Linked DNA regions of Capra hircus: region 1 is linked to region 2. The links are chromatin contacts, called in public Hi-C maps. All regions are on one chromosome and are shown on one strand. The core of a region is the stretch at or near the end of the contact, and the rest is flanking DNA. Distances in the headings are between cores, read along the strand shown. Region 1 holds the start of PIK3R5 (phosphoinositide 3-kinase regulatory subunit 5). Region 2 overlaps PIK3R5 (phosphoinositide 3-kinase regulatory subunit 5).

Region 1 (5,915 bases), core at 2,247-4,746, 61 kb after region 2:
GCTAGATGTGGTAGACTCAAGAAGGACCCAATGTCTGCTTGGTGCCACTGGCCATCCACTTCTTCCCATTCATCGGCCCTATCCTCCAATCTCATGCACTTTGCTACAGCTATACCTCACTTATCAGGAAGCCACTTGGCTGTTAACCCAGCCATCCAGAACCTTCCAGTCACTAGCCTGGAAGCAAACAGAAAAGACCTGTAGACGGCCACATTCAGGCTCCCAAAGTCACCCCACAAGCCATGCCCTCCACACCCACAGGCACAGGCAGAATACCCACCTTGGGCTGGGTCAACTCTGGTCATCCACCCAGCCCTGGCGCTTCCTAGCAGTATCATCCTGGTCCTTAGTTTCTTCCTGCATGAAATGTGGATAATAGTTGTAGCAACCTCAGTATGGCAGTGAAGATGAAAAGGAAATGGAGAAATACTTAGCCCACTGCCAAGGACCATGAAATGATAGCTAAAGGGGGAAAGGACAATAAAAAAGATGACAAAAATTTTGTCCTGAGCAGATCCAAGGTATGCACAAAATGACAGGTAGAACCGTTTACTATTTTCAAGAAATTATTAAATCACACACCATGTGCTAGATTTATAAAGGTAAGCAACACATTTTATAAGGATTTCTTTTAAAAACTGGATACCATGAGAAGTTCTGGTGTTTAAAAGGTAGAGCTGGTGGAAAAAGTGATACGTGTAATTTCACTGATGAGAATGATGTAGTTCTGTGCGTACCCCTGTACATCAAAAGCACCCCCCATATTTGTAAAATACACATCATATTTAACAGAATCGAAAAAGATGCCATCAATTGTAAGATGTACCATTATTTTGGGCTTCCTTAGTCACTCAGTGGTAAAGAATCCTCCTGACACGCAGGAGATACGGGTTTGATCCCTGGGTCATGAAGATCCCCTGGACAAGGAAATGACAACCCACTCCAATATTCTTGCCTGGGAAAATCCTATGGACAGAGGAGCCCGGTGGGCTACAAGAGGTGGACAATGACTTCGCGACTACACCACCATTATTTTGTGTGCCAGTAAGAAAGAAAGAAATATTGCTGCCTATTATAATGATAAGGTGCCATGGATGGTAAGATGATTTCAGAGTTGCGAAAATGTGTACACCTTCACATCAACGGAATACTCTAATAAGTAATATATGTTTGCTGTGCTGTCTCAGCTTGCCTCTGGGCAGAAGTCAGACAGTCTTTCCTTTGTCCACCCCCCACCCCATCTATGCCAGAACCTCAAACCTCTTCCTTGAGCTGATGACAATCACTCCATCTTGCCCCTCTAGATACTTCCTCGCTTAAAAAGCTGATCCAGGCTTTCAGTCCACCCACGGCTGAGGCAAACAAGTCTTCTAGTTCACAGAGGTGCCACAGAAATCTGGCCAGCTCAGTCCTTTGGGGGTGAGGCTCTCTGAACAAAGACCAAGTCAGCGCTCTTTGAGTGTTCCTCTGAACCCAAGCTGGAGCCTCTAATGCTAGGCTGCCCAGGCAAAGGCGACTGCCTCTCCTTTTTCCGCATCTCTGCTGGAAGGCTGGTGATCAATGACTAACCTGGGGCCATGGAGCAGCCTCCAACAGCCAGCCTCCTCCTCCACATTATGACCCCTGCAATAACCCCAAACACACTGGTCACCCGGTTAGCTTCCACTTGATTCTACTTGAAAGAAAAAAAAGGGGGGGCTTATTCTGGGGAGAGACAGGCAAAGAGACAGAGGTCTTTCTCTGTCCACTACAGCTTGTAAAGAGAAGACAGTTCGTTATCCCTCACCTAAGAGATTGGCAAGGGTCTTAAAACCCTGATGAGGGGCCTTCCCTGGTGGTCCAGAGGTTAAGAATTCCCTTTCTCAATGCAGGGGATGTTCATTCAATCCCCGGTCAGGGAACTAAGATCCCACAGGTCCCCAGGCAACGGAGCTGTCCCACAACTAGAGAACAGGAGTCCACGCAGCAACAAAGAGCCCTCGAAAACAAAATTTAAAAACAACAAACAAAAAAACCATGAGGCTTGGCACACAAAGACTCTGCGCTGTCCCCAGAATAACCATCCTGGCTAGTTATTCTCCAAGAAGCAGGGGAGGGTCTTCTGAGCAGGAAGAGAGAGTAGACCATTCAAAACTGTCTTCCTGGAGCCACACCGCAGTGTCCCCACTGAGGAAGCAGGTAAGCCCGAGACACCCACTCCCTTGTTCTGCAAACACCCAGGGCAGCTCCCTGTGCAGGCGCCCTGCTCACACTTTTCTCATTTGATTTGCTCCCTGAGGTTGCATGTTAGGGCCCATTTTGCAGATGGGAAAGCATGCTGGGAGAGGACAGTGTGATGCTCATGAGGCTCAGGGTCACACAGCTGGGTACAGCTGGAACCCCGGTCTCCTTTCCACAGCATCCAGGGTTCCCAAGAAATGGCATCACTTAACAGATCTTAGACAAATTTTAGAAAAATACAGATTCCAGACCCCACCCTTGGAAAGCTGTACTATACGGGGTGCCTGGAGAAAGTGTGTTTTAACAAGTTCTGGGAACCAGTGCCCTTCTGGGCAGTCCCGGGCCAGGAGGAGGGAAGGTGTGGAGGAGAAGGCAGAGTGACCACTGCAGGGATGGAAAGATGGACCCAGACGCACATAGACCTGGCCCAGTTCCGGCCCTCATTTCGCCCAAACCCACTCCTCCTGTCTGCAAGAGGCTTGTAACTTACTTGATACCACATCCTGCTGCTTTCATCTCGCCTTCCTTTTCCTTCTGAATAATCTCCTTCCTCCTACTGACCTAAAGAACTTTATTTACCCGAGGCCTGGGATGGGCCAGCGCGCACGCGCACGCGCACACCCATCCACACGCGCACACAGAGTCACGCAGGGATACCGAGGGGTGTAAACACGGATAAGCTGACAACGCCAAGAGTGAGCTTCTGGAGAAAAGCAGACACTGTCTGGGGGCCCACGCTCGCTGGACGTCCTGGTGGCTAAGGACCCCGCAAGGCTCCCAGAGAAAGAGAGTGCTCCCAGACGGGAGAGCAAACTCCTTGACCCGAAGACACTGGGCAGCCTCGAAAGAGGCAGTAGGAGGCTGCGGTCACAGTCGGACCGCACAGACGCCTCCAGCAGTGGCCACTTAGGTAAGGCTGGACAGTCGCCGGCATACCCTTCTGTCTGTGAGATTACTGGGCACGCGTATGTGCGGGTCGTGTCCCCGGCAGTGGGCCCTATTCTCAGAGGCAGAAGACGGCAGGATCTGTCCAGCGCCCTGGCTGCAGCCTCTGCTCTCAGGGCGCACCTGTCTCCAAGTGTCCGCGGGCAGCTCTGGCTCTGCCTCAAGCCCCTACGCGTGCACTCCGCGTCCCCGCGCCCCGGCCACACACCTGCAGTCCCCGCTGGGCGCCGAGTCCCTCTCCAGAGGCGACTCCCTGCGACTCCGGGTACCGTCGCGACCACCGCGCCGGAGCTGGGGACCCGCGCGGCGAGTCCCAGCATCGATGGGGCTCAGCTCAGACGGCGGACTGGGGGCGGGGCCATGCCGGGGCGGGGCGGGGCAGACAGCCCAGCTGGACTCTCGCGCCACCTGGTGGCCGGGCGGCGTCGGCCTGGCGCCAGCCTGACCCCAAGCATCTTCGGATTCCCGAGCCCGTCGCGTGTATGAGGACGCCCAGATCTGAGCTCTTCTGCCATCGGAAGGAACAGGTCCTGGCTGTGGGCTGGCCAAGGCCGGAGGGACGCCAGTGCCGGCGTCCCTCCCCCTACACCGCCCCCAGGAATAAGGTGAGGCTGGACCAGGGGGAGCGGAAGCGCGGCTTGGCAGGGCTGGATGGGTGGGCGGAGCGGGCGAGGGGCCTGGGGTGGGGGCTTCGGGGAAGGAGGAGAAAGGGGAAGCTCCGACGAGTTGCTTCCTTCTCGCTCTGCGCCCCAGCGCCCCACTTCCTCCTCCTACTTCTATTTTCTACGGGTGCTCTTAACCTTTAAAATGCCTGCACCCCTGCTGTGCACACGGGCCCCGCGACCCTCGCCCTTCGTCCTTGGGCAGAAATCTTTCCAGAAATACCAGCCCATCCAGACTTTCGGCCCGGCTGCCCCAGCCTCTGGTCTGACTTCCTCACCTTCCATCAACAGTGGCTGTGACTGCAGCCATTTCTCCTGAAGGCGGGGAGGGGTCGTCTCCAGGGTCCAGGCCCTCTTCTGGCGCCCTCCCCCGCCCGTTCTCCCCACAGGCCACGCGGGCAGATGTGTTTTTTTACCCGGAGCTGGAAGAACTCTTAGGGATCCCGGAAATCACTGCTCTTCCCCATGCCTCCGTTTCCTCGTTACAAATTAGGAATGAGAAGGTTGGCTGCTGTGTTGTGCTAGCAGCTCTGGCCAGGAAAGAATAGCAGTTTATTTCAGAGGTCACAAAGGGCGAGGCTGGAATTTCCATTTTCACTCTTGAATGGGACTTGTGTCACAATATCTGTTAGAGGCATTCGAAATCGGCCGCAAGATCAGCCGTTAGTGTTGTCAGAAGCCACAGCCCTACCTGAGGCTTTGAGAGATGGGACTGCCAATGATTTTTCTTCTCCTGACTCACTCAATACCAAGAAAAAGCAACTTCCCCAAAAACACAGAAACAGAAAGTACTCGTGAATGAGCACAGAGAACTGGTCCCAGCCTCTGTGAGAGATGGGAAGGCTCTCAGAACCATCGGGCACTTCTACTCTTGCATGGACCACCCAGAGCACCACCACCCCCCCACCGTTTTACAAACAAGGAACCAGAGCCACAAAGTCTGTGAGAAGACATCCTGGAGGTTTTTCATCTTGAGAAGGGTGAACAAGGACTCTGGTCTCCCCAGTCCTTACTTTTTCCACCACAAAATTAAAAAAAAAAAAAGAAGGGGGAAGAGGGAGGCAACCCAGAGGTGGCGAAGTTGGGAGGAAGGGGTGGAAGGGCTCTGGAAGTGGGAAGTTAGTAGCAAGAATGACACAGCATGAGCGGGGTTGACATGGTGGATCCTGAGAGCGCTTTGAAAGGTACAGGAGAAGTTATGGGATCCTTGACTTTTTCCATATCCTTGATGTCCCTGAAACTGGAGGTGGAGGAAAGCTGAAACGGAATTGCCCACTAGGGTTCACTATCAGGGAGCCGGGCATCTCATGAAGCCCACTTGGTCCCATCCCACGTCAGGGGGACTTCTATAGTGGTCCAGTGGTTAAGACTCCTCACACCCAATACAGGGTGCCTGGGTTGGATCCCTGGTCAGGGAACTATATCCTGCATTCCACAGCTAAGAATTCTCTTGTCACAGCTAAGACCGGGAACAGTCAAATAAATTGAAAAAAGAAGTGGATCCAGCTTGCCTGTTAACCATCCCCACTCTCCCCCTCAGCTCTGACTGTGTCTGTCCATCCCAAGAGGGCAGAACAACCAGGAGATCTGATCAGCACTTGACAGCTATTGGCCAGGACTTCGAACTACAGCCACGCAGGACTAGAGCAGGGTCAAGAGCTAAACAGCTCAGATTCAAGGACAAAACTAGCGAGATGGTGTTGGTTTGCTAGGTAGAGTATGACATTTCATGATAGCATTGTGGGTGCTCTGTGCCTCCTGAAATAAGCCCAATGGACATGTCAGACCCAACCCCCTCCTTTTTCTTTCCCCTGCACATCTTCTTCATATTCTTCTTACTAGTTTCTTAGCTGATGTCATCTCACATTGTATCTTTTCAACAGGCACAGTTTGTGTATTGAGCATTATAGGAATAGTCTTCACTTCCCCTGAGAATTCTGTGTGCTTCCATTTCTCCTGAAGCTCATATTCCTCTTGGTCTCTTTTGTTTTTTTTTTTTTTTTTGCATTTGCTAGGGACATGATTACACACTTTCACCTAATTCCATTATAAGAAAAATAACTACACAAATATAAAGTCTGGCAACTG
Region 2 (5,529 bases), core at 1,815-4,314:
TTGTTCAGCATAACCAAAGCAGGTAATTTTTGTTTTTTGTTTTAAAATCTCAGACCCATTTAGGAATCTGATGAAAGACCCTTAGCCCAGAAAAATGAGCCAGTGCACAAAACATCACACACCTCTGCCCCTCGCCCTGCCATTCCTTCCTCCCCAAGAGCACTCACACAGTGGAGCTGCGGTGACTCCTAGTGGACAGGCCCTGCTCGGCCCTCACCAGGCGCTGGTAGGAGATTCCTGTGGCCAAAAAACCCAAAAGAGCAGTTCATGAATTTACCTGTTCCTTCATCAGTCATGGCCCTGCTCCTTGGAGGTGCTGGCACTGGGAGTTCCCGGATGAAGGTCAGAACACGGGGAAGATTAGACCCCTGGCCTCCAGGGCCTCTAACAGTCTGACTCCCAGCCCCCTCCGTGGCCCCACCCAACCCACAAAGCTTCACTCTTTAGGGACTGAGGGGCAGGGCACCCAGGGAGGAGACTAGGGACCCCCGAAGTGGCCTCCCGCTGCCCACCTGGCACTGATTCTGCCACCTCTCCAGGTCCCGGCGTCCTCCTGCAGCTGAGCCGTAGCCCCAGCAGCGCCCCCCCACCCGCCTTCCCTCAGCATCCCGGCCCTGCCTCGGGGGACCCTCAGTATTCCGCGGTCCTGCCTGGCGCTGTCCTCCTCTGCGGCTGAGTCTGCACCACGATCCCATCCTAGCCTTCCTTCATGGCATCATCCATCTCTCCATCTCCCTGATTCAAAGATGCTGAGAAGAAACAAGCCAAGGTTTCCCTTTTCCCCTGAAGCTTAGTTCTGTAGCTGGAAAGTAGGTCCTCGGTGCCGTGTCAACCACGGTGAGGAGACTCCACGACACCTGGTTCTTCTCACCGAGGGGGCTGGGATTCGGCGGCGGAGGGTGGGGGCAGGCAGTCCCCCTCATTAGGGTTTGGACAGCCTCACAGGGACCCTGCTGGGCGTGGACTGGGTGAGAGTTTGCAGCAGAAGGCAGCCTCCTGGGGGAGTCAAAGCCACGACTGGGGTTAGAGACGGCTGTAAGCAGAGGGCTGTGACTTTTGTTTTGTAAGTGGTCAAACATTTCCAATTTGTGCTATTCTAACTTGAGATCTGATTTCTTTGATTTCGGTGCCTTTTGTTTGCTGTATCTTTTATGTAATTGTCACATGTTTAGATATTGTTGTATCTACTTCCACAGGCAAGTCCCTGAAACAGAGGTGATGACTATCAGGACTCAGGACGCCACCTAGTGGCCTCCTACAGACATGACAGAGAAAAGTCCCCTCTTTGCCCCTTCAATCCCAACAATGTCCCTGGCCATCCCATGTTTCCCTGCCCTCCAATCTCCCAGACTCCAAAACACACAGACATCAAAGTCTTCTCTTGATCTGTCCACACTTCTATTTTAAATACCATGTAGTGTTCTTAACAGGCAACCCACACCCCATTGATCTGTTATGCCACACCCCCGCCTCCCTGTTCTGCCCCCGTAGACTCAGGCCAGGCTGAGGCCACCGTCCAGGAGGATCTGTGGGCCACTTTATCCTTGAAGCCTGCTGTTCTTTAGTCTACAGGACAAGGAGCATTCTCTAACATCCTGTTTCTCCACCTGCTCATCTTAGGGGCTTTCCTGGTGGGTGAGCGGTAAAGAATCCACCTGCCAATGCCTGCCAAAGAAGGAGACATGGGTTCAATCCCTGAGTCAGGAAGATCCCCTGGAGAAGGAAATGGCAACGCACTCCAGTATTCTTGCCTGGCAAATCCCATGGACAGTGAAGCCTGGCGGGTTACAGTCCATGAGGTTGCAAAAAGTCGGACACGACTTAGTGAGTAAACAACAATCACATTTGGGAATTATGGCATCATTAGCTGGGAGCTGCTGTTGGCTGATGATGTTCTGTTAGTGGGTGCTGTTTCCAGAGTGATCGGCAAGTGCTGAAGAGCCCAGATTCCAACAGCATCAGCTGAAACTCTCTACCCCTCCCCCAAAGACACCCATCAAATCCCCCTTCCTTGGCTTCTCTTGATAACGAACCTCCACTTATTGGGGAGCCTCATGGCAATGGGTGCTTCTCTCCTCTTTGACCTTTACCCATCTTCCCTGGGCAACTCAGCAGACACGAACAACTTTCTGAAACGGTCTTACTTAGACCAAGACTGGCTCAAGGGCTGAACAAAAAAACTCACCTAGGTGGTTCTGTGTCTGGTCTTAACATGTAGGAAATCAAAAAGGTCCCCCCATATGGGCAAGGGATGTGTCCTGGTGAGTGGGAGCTGATGGTGGGCGGTCATGGTGAAGTACAAATGCCTTGTCCAGGCACAGGAGTGCCCTCATAACTGAGCTTTGTTTACCCAACTGAGCTTCCCTTCTTTTTATTTTTTAAAATTTATTTATTTTTGATTGAAGTATAGTTGATTTTTGGAGAAGGCAATGGCACCCCACTCTTGCATGGAAAATCCCATGGGCGGAGGAGCCTGGTAGGCTGCAGTCCGTGGGGTCGCGAAGAGTAGGACACGACTGAGCGACTTCACTTTCACTTTTCATTTTCATGCATTGGAGAAGGAAATGGCAGCCCACTCCGGTGTTCTTGCCTGGAGAATCCCAGGGACGGAGGAGCCTGGTGCGCTGCTGTCTATGGGGTCGCACAGAGTCGGACACGACTGAAGCGACTTAGCAGCATAGTTGATTTACAACACTAAGTTAGTTTCATGTGTACAGCAAAGTGATTCAGTTTTATATATATATATTTTTCAGGTTTTTTCCATTATAGGTTATTACAAGGTATTGAATATGGTCCCCTGTGCTACACAGTAGGTCCTTGCTGTTTATCTGTTTTATATATAGTGGTGTGTAACTGTTAATCCCAAACTCCTAAATTATCCCTCCACCACCCCTTTCCCTTTTCTAAAGTGATAACTGGAAATGGCCATTCTGCATAGGACAGCTGACAAAGAAGACAGAGGCTGAGTGACAATCACTGCTGGTGTCACCAAGCAGGAACTGGCACCACGTTAATGACATTCTTATGGAATGTCCATGCTGAGGACACGACGTGGTGCCTGGTCATCGTGAGGCAGAGAGTCCCCAGGGCTGACACGAGGCAGGGGAGGCTCAGCCTTAGCCACACGGCTGTCCCAGGAGATGATCCTGGCTTCCTCCTCCTGACCCACATCGTACCCCGACACGAACACTCCTGGCTACTGGCTTCCTCTTATGCTTTCTTTCCTTCTGGGGTTCCCTGGACAGCAGCCATGGAACTCTCTCTCTCTCTCTCTCTCTCTCTCTCACACACACACACACACACACACACACACACACACACTCCTTTATCCGTTCATCTGTTGATGGGCACTTAGGTTGCTTCCGTGTCTTGGCTACTGTCAACACAGCTGCTATGAACACAGTCCTACTTTTGATCAGGAGGCTCAGAGAGCTTCTGTAACCTGTCCAACATCATCAGCTAATAAGTGACAGAGCAGAGTTCTTTGTTATCCAAAAGCCCATGTTCCTGCTCTCACATTTGACTTTACAACTAAAGCAAGAATCATCAAACTTTTCTGAGTCTTAGTCGTCTCATGCACAAAGTAGGAGCAATGCTGCTTTTCCCTCATGCTCTGCAGGGCTGTGGGCTGGGTGATACAATTGTGCAGGTCTGGGTGCTTTGAAAACTGAGGCGTGACTCACACATATGATGCCCACTGTCGCCCATCAGGATGACAGGCCAACTCTCAGCAGGCAAGTGCTGTGTTTTGCACAGCCAGGCAGAGTAAATACTCAACAAACATGCGGGCTGAACCCAAGGGGGCTGTGGTGGGTGGGACCCGGAAGTACTGACGTGAGGCTTCCTGCCACCCAGATGGAGGCAGTGGGCGACCCTATGGCGGGGGTGGAGTCAGGAAGAAGGGGGAGGTCCGCAGGCTTGATAACCTGCCCACTTCCTCTGCCACCCAGCCACATCAAAGTGGGATAAACTGTTTCACTCATCTCCATGGCAACTGACTCCACAAGGCTGCCTGGGTGGAGGGCCCAGCTCACCAAGTCCCTGTCATCTTCTCCCTGTGACCTTGCCAGGATCCACCTACTAAGATAAAACCACTCTGAACCCTCCTGCCCCAGCAATGGGAAATCAAAATAGGCCAGCATTATCCTCGCAGACTGCTGAGAGGGAGACACGACTATCCTCCCATTTTACAGATGAGGAAATTGAGGCTCCTATGATGTGAAATGTCTTGCCAAAGGCCCCACAGCTCCAGAGTTGTAGGGACCCCAAGATGGTCTTGTGCCAAGTACTGGTAACCACCAAGTGATGCAGCCTCAGCCTCCCGCACAGAGCTCAGTGCCTGGTCTCCCCTTCCCCCTACTGCCTCCCTCAGCTGGGTTACTGGGGGTGGAGCTACTCAGCAGTGAGGCAAAACTATTACCCACCTGCCTTTACCAAATTACACCAAAGCACTTCCTAACTGGACTTCCCCGGTGGCTCAGCGGTAAAGAATCCGCCTACAATGTGAGAGCCACAGGAGACGTTGGTTCACTCCCTGGGTCAGGAAGATTCCCTGGAGGAGGATAGGGCAACTCACTCCAGGATTCTTGCCTGGAGAATTCTGTGGACAGAGGTGCCTGGTGGGTTTACAGTCCATAGGGTGGCAGAGTCAGACACGACTGAAGTGAGTTAGCATAGTACAGCATAGCACTTTCTAACTAGCCCACCTAAGGGTTAAGGAGAAGAAGCTAATGTGGTTCAATTTACTACTTGCTATTAATATTAATGAGGGGTCAGGTTCTATGAAATTAGAGGCTTACTTGTGGATGTGAGATGAATGCTTTTTGTTCACTATAAAAGATAATGTCATGGAAGCAACCTAGATGTCCATCAACAGATGAATTGATACAGGAATTGTGGTACATAAATACAATGGAATATTATTCAGCTATATAAAAGAATACATTTGAGTCAGTCCTAATGAGGTGGATGAACCTAGAGCTTGTTGTACAGAGTGAAGTCAGAAAGAGAAAGACAGATATTATATATTAACGTGTGTGTATGGAATCTAGGAGATCCAACTACTCCATCCTAAAGGAGATCAGTCCTGGGTGTTCACTGGAAGGACTGATGTTGAAGCTGAAACTCCAATACTTTGGCTACCTGACTCATTGGAATTGATTCATTGGAAAAGACCCTGATGCTGGGAAAGATTGAGGGCAGAAGGGGACAGAGGATGAGATGGTTAGACGGCATCACTGACTCAAGAGACATGGATTTGGGTGGACTCTAGGAGTTGGTGATGGACAGGGAGGCCTGGTGTGCTGCGGTTCATGGGGTCGCAGAGTCAGACACGACTGAGCGACTGAACTGAACTGAATGGAATCTAGAAAGACAGCACTGATTAACCTATTTGCAGGGCATCATTGGAGATGCAGACACAGAGAACAGACTTGTGGCAACGGTATGGGAAGAAAAGGGAAGGACAAATGGAAATATATACATTACATGGAAATATATACTATATGTAAAATAGAGAGCCAGTGGGAA

Evidence for each region. A called contact is a pair of places that touch in the nucleus more often than the background predicts.
Region 1: a contact with region 2 is called in a Hi-C map of blood, with 2.1 times the contacts expected there. The contact joins the promoter of PIK3R5 here to the enhancer-like site in region 2. A contact is called at or near these places in 2 of 5 Hi-C or Micro-C datasets (both in blood).

What each region holds. Positions count from the first base shown.
Region 1 is chr19:28,169,193-28,175,107 of ARS1.2, forward strand. It overlaps PIK3R5 (phosphoinositide 3-kinase regulatory subunit 5), which reads right to left and starts at 3,497. Exons shown (of 19, transcript XM_018064644.1): 1 at 3,374-3,497.
Region 2 is chr19:28,108,742-28,114,270 of ARS1.2, forward strand. It overlaps PIK3R5 (phosphoinositide 3-kinase regulatory subunit 5), which reads right to left. Exons shown (of 19, transcript XM_018064644.1): 6 at 168-237. Among named protein-coding and RNA genes, the nearest start is that of PIK3R6, 26 kb to the left of the region's middle. Within about 2 kb of position 3,065, at least 2 of the 5 cell types and tissues checked have an H3K27ac peak or open chromatin away from gene starts, as enhancers often do.